Regions from separate parts of the Sus scrofa genome. Here region 1 is linked to region 2. A link is a contact called in public Hi-C data. All regions are on one chromosome and are shown on one strand. The core of a region is the stretch at or near the end of the contact, and the rest is flanking DNA. Distances in the headings are between cores, read along the strand shown.

Region 1 (5,585 bases), core at 2,288-4,787, 120 kb before region 2:
CCGTAAAACTTTATGGACACAAAACTCTTCATTTCATACCATCTTCACAGGTCATCAATTGTTAGTCTTTGCGTTTTTGTTTCATTTTAAAAAGCATTTTTAAAAAAACAAATAAATAAACAAAAAGCAAGAAACCATCAAGCCACACAAAAACAGGCTGTGGGCCAAATCCCCAGGCGGGGTGCACACCCCTGCTCCAGAGAGGCAGACTTATTTCTGGGGTCTGCCAAGTGGGCTGGATTTTCTCCTCCTTCATTCCCCTTTCTGGGCTCGGCCCTGCACAAGGAATCGAGGCAGTCAAGGCCAGCAGTGCCCAGCCAGGTCTGACTTCCACCCAGGGCAGCCCCTCCACCTGGAACACCTGAGCGATCCTACCAGTTGTGAGATGTTACAACTCTTACCGCAAAGCCCCTGAGTGGCCCCTGCCACCTTGCTCATCCCCCTCCCCAGGTTCTGGCATCTCAGGGGCTGACAGCTGGCCTGCCAGGGCCTCTAGGACCTCGGGGAGGCTGCCATCCTTCCTAAGGGTGGGGGCCTGCATGGGAGCCCTGCCGGGCTTCTCTCCAAGGCCTTGTGGACTCCGTCCTTTCTGTTCCGAGTCTGCCAGAGGCAGGGGCTCCTGGCATGCCCGCAGCAGCAGTAGTGGCCGCCCCTGGTTCAGGTCCCCCACTCCCTGCAGGCCCAGGGTCAAGGTGGAATATGGGAGCAGGACCCGGGGAAAGGGGAGGAGCCTGATTCCCTTGGGGGAACAGGAAATTTCGTCTTTGTCAGAACAGAGAGACACAGATGGGCTTGGGGAGGTCTCATGGGGCCCCTCTGAGCGCAGAGATCCACGGGAATCAGCACTACCCCCACTGGATGGGGGCGGGGAGACCAGCCTCCGGAAAGCCCCGCCCCCCGCCCAAGCCCCGCCTCCAGAAGGCGGCTCCCGCGTACTTATGCAGGGGGCGATGGGGGAGCGGCTCTGCTGGTAGCCCTTGGCGCAGCGGTTGCAGGTGACGCCGGTCACGCCGTCCTTGCAGGGACACTGGCCCGTGGTCTGGTTGCAGGTCTTGCCAGCGGCGCCCACCGGGTGACAATCACAGGCTGCAGAGAACACACAACATGGGGTCAGAGGGCAGCAGTGGCCAGAACACACACACACACACACGCACACGCACACACACACGCACCCCTGGGGGGGCCCTCCCCAGCCAACAGTGCCCTGGACCCCAGCCCAGCGGAAGAGCGAGGCTGGGGCTGGCAAGCCCGCACGTTCCAGAAGCTCTGATGATGGACCACCTGCCTACCTGAAAGCGGAGGAAGAGAATGAGAACTGACGGCCTTGAAAGGAGTGTATGGGCAGCAGGAATGTCCAGAGGCCCTTATGGAACCCTGGGAAGAAGGCCAACACACGCTGTGGGGTTATAGCGCGTGCAGGAGGCGGAACTGGGGGTACCCCTGCCCTGGACCGGCTGGTGCGTGCCCTCTGCCCCCTCTGCCCCCAGCCAGCTTCTGGCCCCCAGGCTTTGGTCCTCCCCACCCCGGGGGGAGGGGCCTGATGGAGCACTGAGGGTTGCCAGGTCAGAGGGAGTCAGCAGGGAGGTGTGACACCCCTCCTAGACTGCCATCCCCACTCTGCTCTGTCCACCCACGGTGACGTGCAGCCAGCAGTCTGAGACTCAGGCTTCGGAACACGAAACGCAGCAGGTGCAGCACTAGGAAGCGTCACGGGGATCGCTGAACTCCAGATGCAAAGAGTGGCTCCAGGGCCTCGCAGAAAGGGGTGGCCCAAGCTGCGAGGGGCCACGAAGCCCTGATTCTCGGGTCCTTGGCTGCGCATCCCACAACCCTCCTCCCAATTCAGACCAGGCCAGAGCGCTGGGGTTGCCCCCCCTTGTCACACTGTGCCCTGAGGCTCCCTCCCTGTGTTCCAAGGACCCGATCCCAGCCATGAAATGACCAGAGGAGTTTGAGGGGACATCCCCTCTACAGCGGACTAAATGGCTGTCCCGCTCCCCTCTGCAAATTCATACGCTGAAGCCCTCACCCCCCACATTAGGAGGTGAAGCCCTTGGGGGGTAACTCAGTTTGACGGAGGTCATGAGGTGGGACCCTCGCGGTGGGCTTAGCGCCCTTATGGGAGGAGGAATTAAGAAGGATCTCTCTACAAGCGCACGGCGAGGCCACAGTCTGCGGAGCAGGAGGCAGCCTCCAGCAGACGCTGAGTCCGAAGGCACCTTCCTCTTGGATTCCCGGCCTCCAAAACCAAGACGTAGCTGTTGTCTAAGTCACCCAGCCCACAGCGGGTTTTTCGGTTTTGTTTGGTTTTGTTTGACCACTGCACCTGCAGCATATGGAAGTTCCCGGGTGAGGAGTCGAATTGGAGCTGCAGCTGCAGCCTATGCCTCAGTCACGGCAAGGCCAGATCCTTAACCCCCTGAGCAAGGCCGGGGATAGGACCTGCATCTTCAGAGAGACAACACTGGGTCCTTAACCCACTGGACCACAACAGGCACTCCTCTGGTCGTTTTGCTAGCGCAGCCCAAGTGGACTAAGACACCCCCTAACTCCGCGATGCTTGAGCAAGATCTGCGGTACCTGCAGATACAGTCCCCTGCCACCCTGGATGCAGGCAGTGGACCCAAAGTGCGGGAAGCCAAGGGGAGGCAGGATGAAGGAGGCCAGTCTTCGGCCTGTCCCCACCTCCCCGGGCCCCCCCGCGCCCTCCCCAGGGAATCCTGGAGAGGGTAGGGAGTTGTCTGCAGGAGGACAGCCTGCAGGAATTTCACTTGGTGCCAGAGCTGCTCTGTTTCTAACCCAAATGGAAAAAATCTCCACGGGAATAAGTGAGAGCGGAGCTCCCCAAAGAGCCAAATTAGCTCTTCCCCGCAGCGGAGCTGCTCAGCGTGAGGCCCGAGGCTCTGGGGGAAGATCCAGCCGCTCCCACCCGGTCGGCCTCGGGCCCAGGAGTGGCTGCGGAGGAGCAGGAGGCAGAGGAAGGAGGAGGGAGGCGGCGGCGGGAAGCAGAGGAAGGTCAGGAACGGTTTGTGAAGCTGTGGACACGAGAGCGCTTCTGGAAGCCCTGGGAGTGGGGGTCGGGGCCACGGGGATTCCGTGTCGGGTTAGAGGAGGGCCGGGGACGCGACCTGGGGGGGACAGGGCACTGTCCCACCCCTCCCCTGTACGGAGCAGCGAGTCCTTTTGTTAGAAACGCATCTTAAATCTATGAATTCAAGTTCATTCCCTTTTGGTTTTTTCTTCCTCTTCCTCCTCTTCTTCCCCCCCCAGCCCGGATGCCTGCTGTGGATGATCATGGGAGGAGGGGAGGTGACCTCTGACCTTCCCCTCCAGCCTCTCAGATCCGTCTGTGATGGGAACGGAGAGGGAGCCCGAGGAGCATCTCTGAGCGGGCCTCATGAGAGCAGAGGGCCCAGCATGGGACCAGGTGCCCAAGCCCGTGACGTGGGCGTGGGCATCGGGTGGCCATGGACTGCCGAGGCTGCTGCCAGCTGACCTCCCGTGGCTGCTTCGCAGGCCTGCTAGTAATCCGGAAAGCCATGCCAAGACGCCCTCCCCGCCGCGCTGACGGAACGCAGCTGTGTGCCAGTAACTTCGGGGCCTTGGACTTGGCCAGACAGAGGTCACCGAAGGTTGCCTGGTCACTGGAGGGTCAGAGCCCACTCACCCCCAGGTCCAGGTCATCTTTGCCGAGGCCGGAGCTGGCCCAGAGCAGAGCCTGGTGGGAAGGGGTGTGCAGCGCCCTCACCCACGGGCCCAGGAAGCAGGTGGACCCTCGATGGCGCGGCTGGCGTGCTGCCAGCTGGGGTGGGCAGAGCTGAGGGCCATCCTCACTGATGCAGGGCAGCTGTGCCACTTTGTGGAGCAGGCACACCCTTAGGCCCATCCTTTGATTAAAAGAGAGGGCGCTTTGCTGTGTGGCTTCCGAATCTTTCTCCCAAGATTCTGCCAGGCCCTTTTGCCTGGATTCCCAGAGACAGGAGGCTGGGCTGCCACGCAAATTACTGCTCCCCAAGAGAAGCTGGCTGGGTCCCAGAGGGCGGGGGCTCTGGAGGCTGCTTAGGGCACCTCCAGGGAGGTAGGCTTCAAGGCCCTTCAAGGAGACAGACCTCGAAGCCTCCGGCCAAGACAAGAATTCCCAGACCCTTATCCTGGCCCCACCCATCTGACTGTAATATACCCTCCCCTTCCTTGAGCCACCTGGCCAACTCCCTCCTGCCCCCGACTAGGAAAGGTATGTGGCCCACTCCTCACCCCACCTCTCTAGAGGCCTTATATGCCCCCAACCAACCAGCAAGTGTATCATAGGACCCCTCTGCCCTCAACCAATCAGCAGGTCAGCAGGTGTATCATGTGACCGCTGCTCTCCCAGGGCTATAAAAACAGACATGACTACATGTTGGGCAGCAGCTCCCCTAGATCATCAGGAAGTCATCCTGCTGCGCTAGCAGCATCCATCTCATATCTCAAACTCTTCTTTCTCTTCACCTCGCCACGCTGGAAAATTCTTCTGACCCATGTGCACAGACCACGACACAAAGGGTGGAACCACCCCCAACGGTGGAGCCCTCCTGCAGCGCAGCACAGCCACCCAGACACCTGGGAACACTCGGGCACATCCACACCCTCCTCCAACACCCTTCTGGTCCTCCCACCAGCTATGAACTTGGCATGACCGTACAGAGGAGCCCACGGACTGAACAGAACTGCCGGCAGAGGGAGCAGCGCTGGGAGATGGAAAGGCCTGATTTCTGAGTGCATCGCCAGGGCCCTCGCCCCCCGGACTGCCCCCAGGCTTCTTGTTCTGCCAGGAGACATACACGCATCCCTAGTGACATCGAGGCCAGGTGGAATCTCCGTTACGTGCAGCCAAATGCGGTCCCAAGAGAGACTTTCACTGTGCTCCTTCTCAATTCCAAGCTACGTGGTCCCAAAGGAAGGCCGCTTCCCCAAAGCCCATGAATAAGGAAAGCCTAAGTTACACCCTCTGTGCAAAGAAGGGTGAGCTTCAAGGTGTGGGGAGCGCTGCCGGGTGACCACAGCCTGCAGTGGGTCCTCGAATGCCTTGGACAAGGGACTTGGCCAGCTGTGTCACAGGAAGCAGGTCTGAGCTGCCCACTGGTTACCAAGGAGACGCCGGCCCTGGTCCTTAGGGAGAGAAAGCCAAAGGGATCCTGCTGTAGCCCCACACCCCGAGACACCCAGACACGTGGAGATGCCACAGACGCTCCTGCACACACAGCGCCACAGCCGGCAGGGGAGCGCAGGGCCACCCTGACTCTGCCGAGAACCAGGTCTGGGTCAGAACATCTTCCGCCACAGGAAGCTGCTGGGTGACTCCTGTTTCCCTGGAAGTCAGCCACTTGGGGCAGAGGTCAGGCCGGTCCCTGGGAAGTCACCCCTCTGCACGCAGCAGGCAGCACCTGGGCCTGGGGCACAACCTACTCGTTTTTCCACAAAGAGGAAGGTGAGAGCAGGCGGAAGCCCGGGGCCTGAGAAGGCAGCAGGGTTCGGTTTCTCACGACCACGCGGGCTGGAGGGCCTCCCAGCTCAGAGGAGAACCAGACTGTCCTTGCTCCAGGTCA
Region 2 (5,659 bases), core at 2,251-4,750:
AAGGCCAAATTCTGTATCTGTAAACAGAATGTGTTTCCTTTTTCATGCTGAGGTTGGAGCTGTGATTGCCTGGCACCTTCTGCGTCGGCCCAAAGGGAAGCAGAGTGCGCACCTGCGCCGAATCCGGTCTCCCGGTGCCACATCCACGTGGTCTGGGGGCTGGGGCCTGACTTCTGGGGTGGGAAGAGCCCCAGGCCCTGAGCCAGGCGGGGGTGTCCTTTCCGCCCCAGCTGGGGGCAGTTCTAGAGCTTTCCCCGTCCAGGGGACCCTGCACGGGGACTTCAGTGCGGACTCTCCTGCAGAGTCCCTTCTTTTCAGGGGCCCGCGGTCTCTCATACTGATGGGCTGGACGAAAACAAGCACTAAGAGCAGAGGCCAGAGGAAAACGTGAAGGGGACCACGCTGCAGTCCCTCCCCGGCACCGGAGCCAAACCCGAAACCTGCTTCTTCTCAAGACCCTTAGCACCTCCCCTGCCCCGAGCACAGAGCAAAGTCCACCTGAGTTTATGCTCAGAACAGGTGTTCACCGCTCACGTGCAGGCCCTCCCCAATGAGAGTGTACCCCACCTGCAGGGGGCGTCACTTCACGCTGCTTTAAGTTCCCAGACCAGGTAGCGCCACCTAACCACTGACAGCTCCGGAAACGTCCCTTATAAGGGCTTCTTCGTCTGCAGGCTGGGGAAGCAGGGGGAGGTCTTTGGGGACCAGAAGTGTCACAGAGTTTTCATCCCCTAGACTGGTTCTGAGTAATGGCATCATATTGAGACATTCTCAGTGTGGCCCAGTGGGTTAAGAAACCTGACATAGTGTCCGTAAGGATGTGGGTTCAATCCCTACCCTCGCTCAATGGGTTAAGGATCCGGCTTTGCCACAATGTGGCTCAGATCCAGCATTGCTGTGGCTCTGGTGTAGGCCGGCAGCTGCAGCTCTGATTCCACCCCTAGCCCTGGAAATTCCCATATGCCGCAGGTGCAGCCATAAAAAGAAAAAAAAATTTTTTTAAAAAGAAAAGGAATCTAATACCTTAAGACCAGTTCTGGAGTTAGGAGAAAAGAGTGCTGTGATGGATTAGTCATGTCTGCCCTGGTTTCAGAATTGGGGGTTGGTGGCATGTTTGATAAATACTCACTACAGCCATTCCAAGAAGGAACAGATGAAATCAGAAGCCCTGACAACCGTATTCAGGCAGCAGGAAGCATTCGTCCCTTTGGGATGATCCATCAAACACGCACCACACAGACACCAGGGAAACTAAAGGAGATTTACATCATTTCCTTGTTATCTAAGACTCATTCCTGTGGTCCTACAGGTTGTCTAACTTAGATGTGGAGCCTCTGGAATGTATGGAAAACTGGACACGACAACCAATAATCTCTCTTATCCGTAGGCAGAAAAGAAGTGGGGAAAATCTAGCAATAGCACCACTCGGGAGGGGCCATGAATGAGCCCTCAACTAAACCTGGACCTTGCCTAGACGAGTCCTGACGCCTCCACAGAGACAGACCTCTAGTGCCTCCTTCCAGGCTGAGTTGGGAGGATTCACTGGCTCTTAGCCGATGCGGTGAACGTTCTGTTCCTCTTTGTGCTATTTTCGGCCTTTTACGGTTCTCAGCCAACAAACTTACTTGGATTTCTGAAACACCTCCTCCCCTTTAAATAACCCGGAAGCCCCCCGTACAGAAGCATCTTTCTCTGGATCTTCTTTCTGTGCATAAAGGCACTGCGGCCTGATTCCAGCTTAGCTCCAGCTCATACACTGACCCCAACAGCAGAAAGCTCCAGGAATGACCCCCACAGGGCACACTCCACGCCTCGGCAGTACCCCTCAACCACGGGTGCACCTGTCCCCCTCGAGGACATCTTCCCTCGGTCTCTGAGGGCCAGCAGATGCAGGCGCCACCGATGCTCCTTTGCATCCATCCCAAAGGAGGCTTGGGGTGGGCGCTTAAGTGTTTGGGAGAAAAAAGGCTCGGATGAGAGGCATTTCACTTCTGGCCCATCCCACGCCCACAGCCCCTTTCCGTCAGAGGGCAGATGTGGCACAAAATAATATAGTCAGAGATGAACACACCTGGCCAGGGCCTCCCAGGAGCTGGGGACAGGAAGGAAAGCAGTATCGCTACAGGTAAAGAATGACAGCTGGAACGGGTCTCTGCTTTCTGACAGGGGCAGGGCGGCGGGCAGGGGGGGACCACAAAAGTTACATAAATTTTACAACATCCCAAAGGCAAATTAAAAGCTAACTTCACGTTGAAGTCCCGGGTGGTGCAGCAGATTGAGGATCCGGCGCTGCCGCAGTTATGGAGCAAGTCACCACCGGGGCGCCGGTTCGAGCCCTGGCCCAGGAACTTCCACATGCCACGCGGGCAGTTGAAAAAAGTCAATAACTAAATCAAGTTTAAAATCTAACCCCAAGTTTATAAGAGGGCTACATTTTTGGAATAAGAGTACAGAGTACAAAAAGGCAGAGTTCCCATCGTGGCTCAGGAGAAATGAATCTGACTAGCATCCACGAGGTGCTGGTTTGATCCCTGGCCTCGATCAGCGGGTTAAGGACCCGGCGCTGCCGTGAGCTGTGGTGTAGGTCACAGATGCGGCTTGGATCTGGCATTGCTGTGGTGTGGGCTGGCGGCTACAGCTCCGATTGGACCCCTAGCCTGGGAACCTCCACGTGCCGCGGAAGCAGCCTCTTTAAAAAAAAAAAAAAAAAAAAAAGTACAGAAAGGCGACACTGAACTCCCCATGTTGTGTTATCCGAATCAAATCTCAAGCCAGCAGAAGGCCAGCAGAGTGTCTGAGGACCGTCCCAGGCAGCTGGCTTATTGCAGGCGCTGTTCAGAACCATCCCTGGAGGCTGGTTACAACAGGACGTGGCTTCTATGTGATCAGCCTCCTATACAAGCGTCGCTGATGGCCCCTGCTCCCTGTGTGTGTAACAGCGTCCCTGGAGAAGCCAAGACATGCCCTGTCCACACTCAGTTTTGTTTGTGTAACAGCTGCCCTTTGGTGGCAGGGACGTGGGGTTGCGAAAGGCTTCCGCTCCTGGTGGCGAGCTGATCCACAGAAACAACGCACATGTAAAGCGCCCAGGACAATGCCTGACACTTAGTAGGGGTTTGCGGTCTGTCTTCAGGATGCAACCCGACACCCCCACGCACACTCCCCCTGCCCCCCGGACCAGCATCCTAAACTCCCTGGCCACCCAAACCAATGCCACACCTTCCCAGGCTGCAGAGACCACAAGGGCTGCTGCGTGTCTTTCCAGACAACAGGCAAAATGCTCTGGGCCACTCTGCAAGTATTAGGCTTAAATCCTGAGCATTTCAAAAGCCCTCTGAGACCTGCAGTCTCCCCCTAATGAAAGGCAATACAGAAACCCAAGGTATGATTATCACTTCCGAAAGGAAGAAGAAAAAAAAATTCTGGCTCACAAACACCCGTCCCAGTGCATCGACAGATAAGACCGTTTCATAATCCAGTTCCCCGGAGAGCCATTTATTTTGGTGAGGCCAGCGTGCATAGTAGACGCTGTAGAAGCCATCGAGATAACACGAATAACAACCCAACGGACTTTTGAAGTGTAAACATAAAAGTCTATTAAGAATACAATGTTGGTTTAATCCCAAGACAAAAAATTTACTTAATGAAAAGCACAACTCATCTCGAGAAGGAAATATCGATACCAGCTGTGAGCAGAAAATGAGGGGATTCCTTCCAGGGAACATGTGAATTTCAACCCACTGCCTTTCCAATATTTACTCTGGACATAAAGTCTCAAATACTTTTCCGAGGATCTCATTTTTCTCCAGGAGGAGGAGGTCAGGGAGGAGTCTGGGCAGGGCCAAAGGAGAGACTGGCAAAGCCAGGAAAGGCACAGGCGCGCCCCCACCCCACCCCACCCCACCCCCGAAGTCTTCCCATGACGCAGCTCTGTCTCGCCGCTCTGGGTAGAGCGGGGAGCAGCCTCCTGGCCCACCACGTGCTAATGAGGGACCCCAGCAGAGACCCCTCACTCCAGCTGCCACGGGGCCAACAGAGGTAAAGGACAGCAGGGCACCGCTGATGCGCACGCCCTGCCCCTCCCAGCCCCGCATCACGCCAGTGACCAGGATGTGGCTCTCGACTCGCCTCTCTAACGAGACTTCTCCACCCCTCCCCAGACTTTTTTTCAGCATGTCCTGGAGAAGCAAGGGGAGGCTGCGTATTAAGAAGAAAGGAGGCCTTATTAAAAAAAGATTTTATGGAGTTCCCATTGTGGCTTAGTCAGTTAAGAACCTGACTGTTATCCATCCCTGGCATCGCTCAGTGGGTTAAGGATCCCGCGTTGCCATGAGCCGAGGTGTAGCTCACAGACGCGGCTCGGATCCTGCGTGGCTGTGGCTGTGGGGTAGGCCGGCAGCTGCAGCGCCGATTGGACCCCTGGCCTGGGAAGGTCCACGTGTCACAGGCGCAGCCCTTAAAAAAAAAAAAAAAAAAAAAAAAAAAATTCTGATTACAAACTCTGTCCCGCCACCTGTGAGAGATCACAGGCCCTGAAATCAAGCAAAGCCTTGGCCATCAGCAACACCTGTGCACGCCGAGACCCCACACAAAGGTGCAGGTCCACCCTCTTCACCCGCGTTCCTGAAAACTCCCAGCTCCCACCAGGCCTGATGGCTAAAATCAAGGACAACTTCTTACATACGATTTCATATTTAAGTACGTAGGAATATCATAAATGTGACACGCGACTCAATGTCACGTAACAGAACACAATGAGGGAACCGCGGTCAACGCTAGCAAGAGCTAACAGGCTGTTCCAAATTTTCTCCTCTACGGCAGACCTCGTTTTAAGGCACCCTGCTGGACTGAGCTTCATAGATACTGCTTTTTCTACAAATTAAAGGTTTGTGACAACCCTGCCTTGATCGGGTCTGTTGGCACCATTGTACCAACAGCATGTGCTCGTGTCACTCTTCTGTGTCATTTGGGTGCTTCTTTGCAGTATTTCAAGCTTTTCCGTTATTACGACACGGGTTATGGTGATCTGTCAACAGTGGCTCTTTTTTTTGGCCAAAGCGTGCACCAGTTTGGTGTGGGATCTAAGTTTCCAGACCAGGGGCTGAACCCAGGCTGCAGAGATAAAATGTCATCAGTGATTTCTGATGTTACTTCTGTGCCTGGCGGAAGGCTGAGACGACGGTTAGCATTTTTTAGCAATGAAGTGTTTTTTAATTAAGGTGCGTACATTGTTTTTTCAGACACAATGCTACCGCACACCTCACAGACTACAGTACAGTGTAAACAACTTTTATGGGCACTGGGAAACGGACTTGCTTCATTGCAACACATGCCACGGTCTGGACCTGAACCCACGACCTCTCTGAGGTTGGCCTGCACGTGGATATGTAACCACCACTCACTCCTCCATCCAGCCCTTCTGTGGGAAGGCAGCACCAGGGATGCAGTAAAACAAAACAAAAGTCAGACTGGAGCCCTCACTCCATCACCTACGAGCTTCATGGCTTTGCGTAAACCGTTTGGTATCTCTAGGCTATGGTTTCCTCATCCGCAAAGTAAGCACACTAATAGGGCCTGTTATCAGCACAGTCCCAATGATTCAATGACCAAAGTCAGGCGCATGTTAATGCAAAAACACCAAGCCCTCAAGGGTTAATTA

Evidence for each region. A called contact is a pair of places that touch in the nucleus more often than the background predicts.
Region 1: a Hi-C map of liver shows a contact between it and region 2, with 1.8 times the contacts expected there. The contact joins two enhancer-like sites. A contact is called at or near these places in 5 of 47 Hi-C or Micro-C datasets (fibroblasts, heart right ventricle and liver).

What each region holds. Positions count from the first base shown.
Region 1 is chr12:54,231,518-54,237,102 of Sscrofa11.1, reverse strand. It overlaps NTN1 (netrin-1), which reads right to left. Exons shown (of 8, transcript NM_001044548.1): 4 at 937-1,086. Among named protein-coding and RNA genes, the nearest start is that of TRNAE-UUC, 78 kb to the right of the region's middle. Within about 2 kb of position 3,537, at least 14 of the 83 cell types and tissues checked have an H3K27ac peak or open chromatin away from gene starts, as enhancers often do. A contact at or near this core is called in liver, where this site is marked.
Region 2 is chr12:54,111,757-54,117,415 of Sscrofa11.1, reverse strand. All of the region lies in intron 2 of NTN1 (netrin-1), which reads right to left. Among named protein-coding and RNA genes, the nearest start is that of NTN1, 25 kb to the right of the region's middle. Within about 2 kb of position 3,500, at least 2 of the 83 cell types and tissues checked have an H3K27ac peak or open chromatin away from gene starts, as enhancers often do. A contact at or near this core is called in liver, where this site is marked.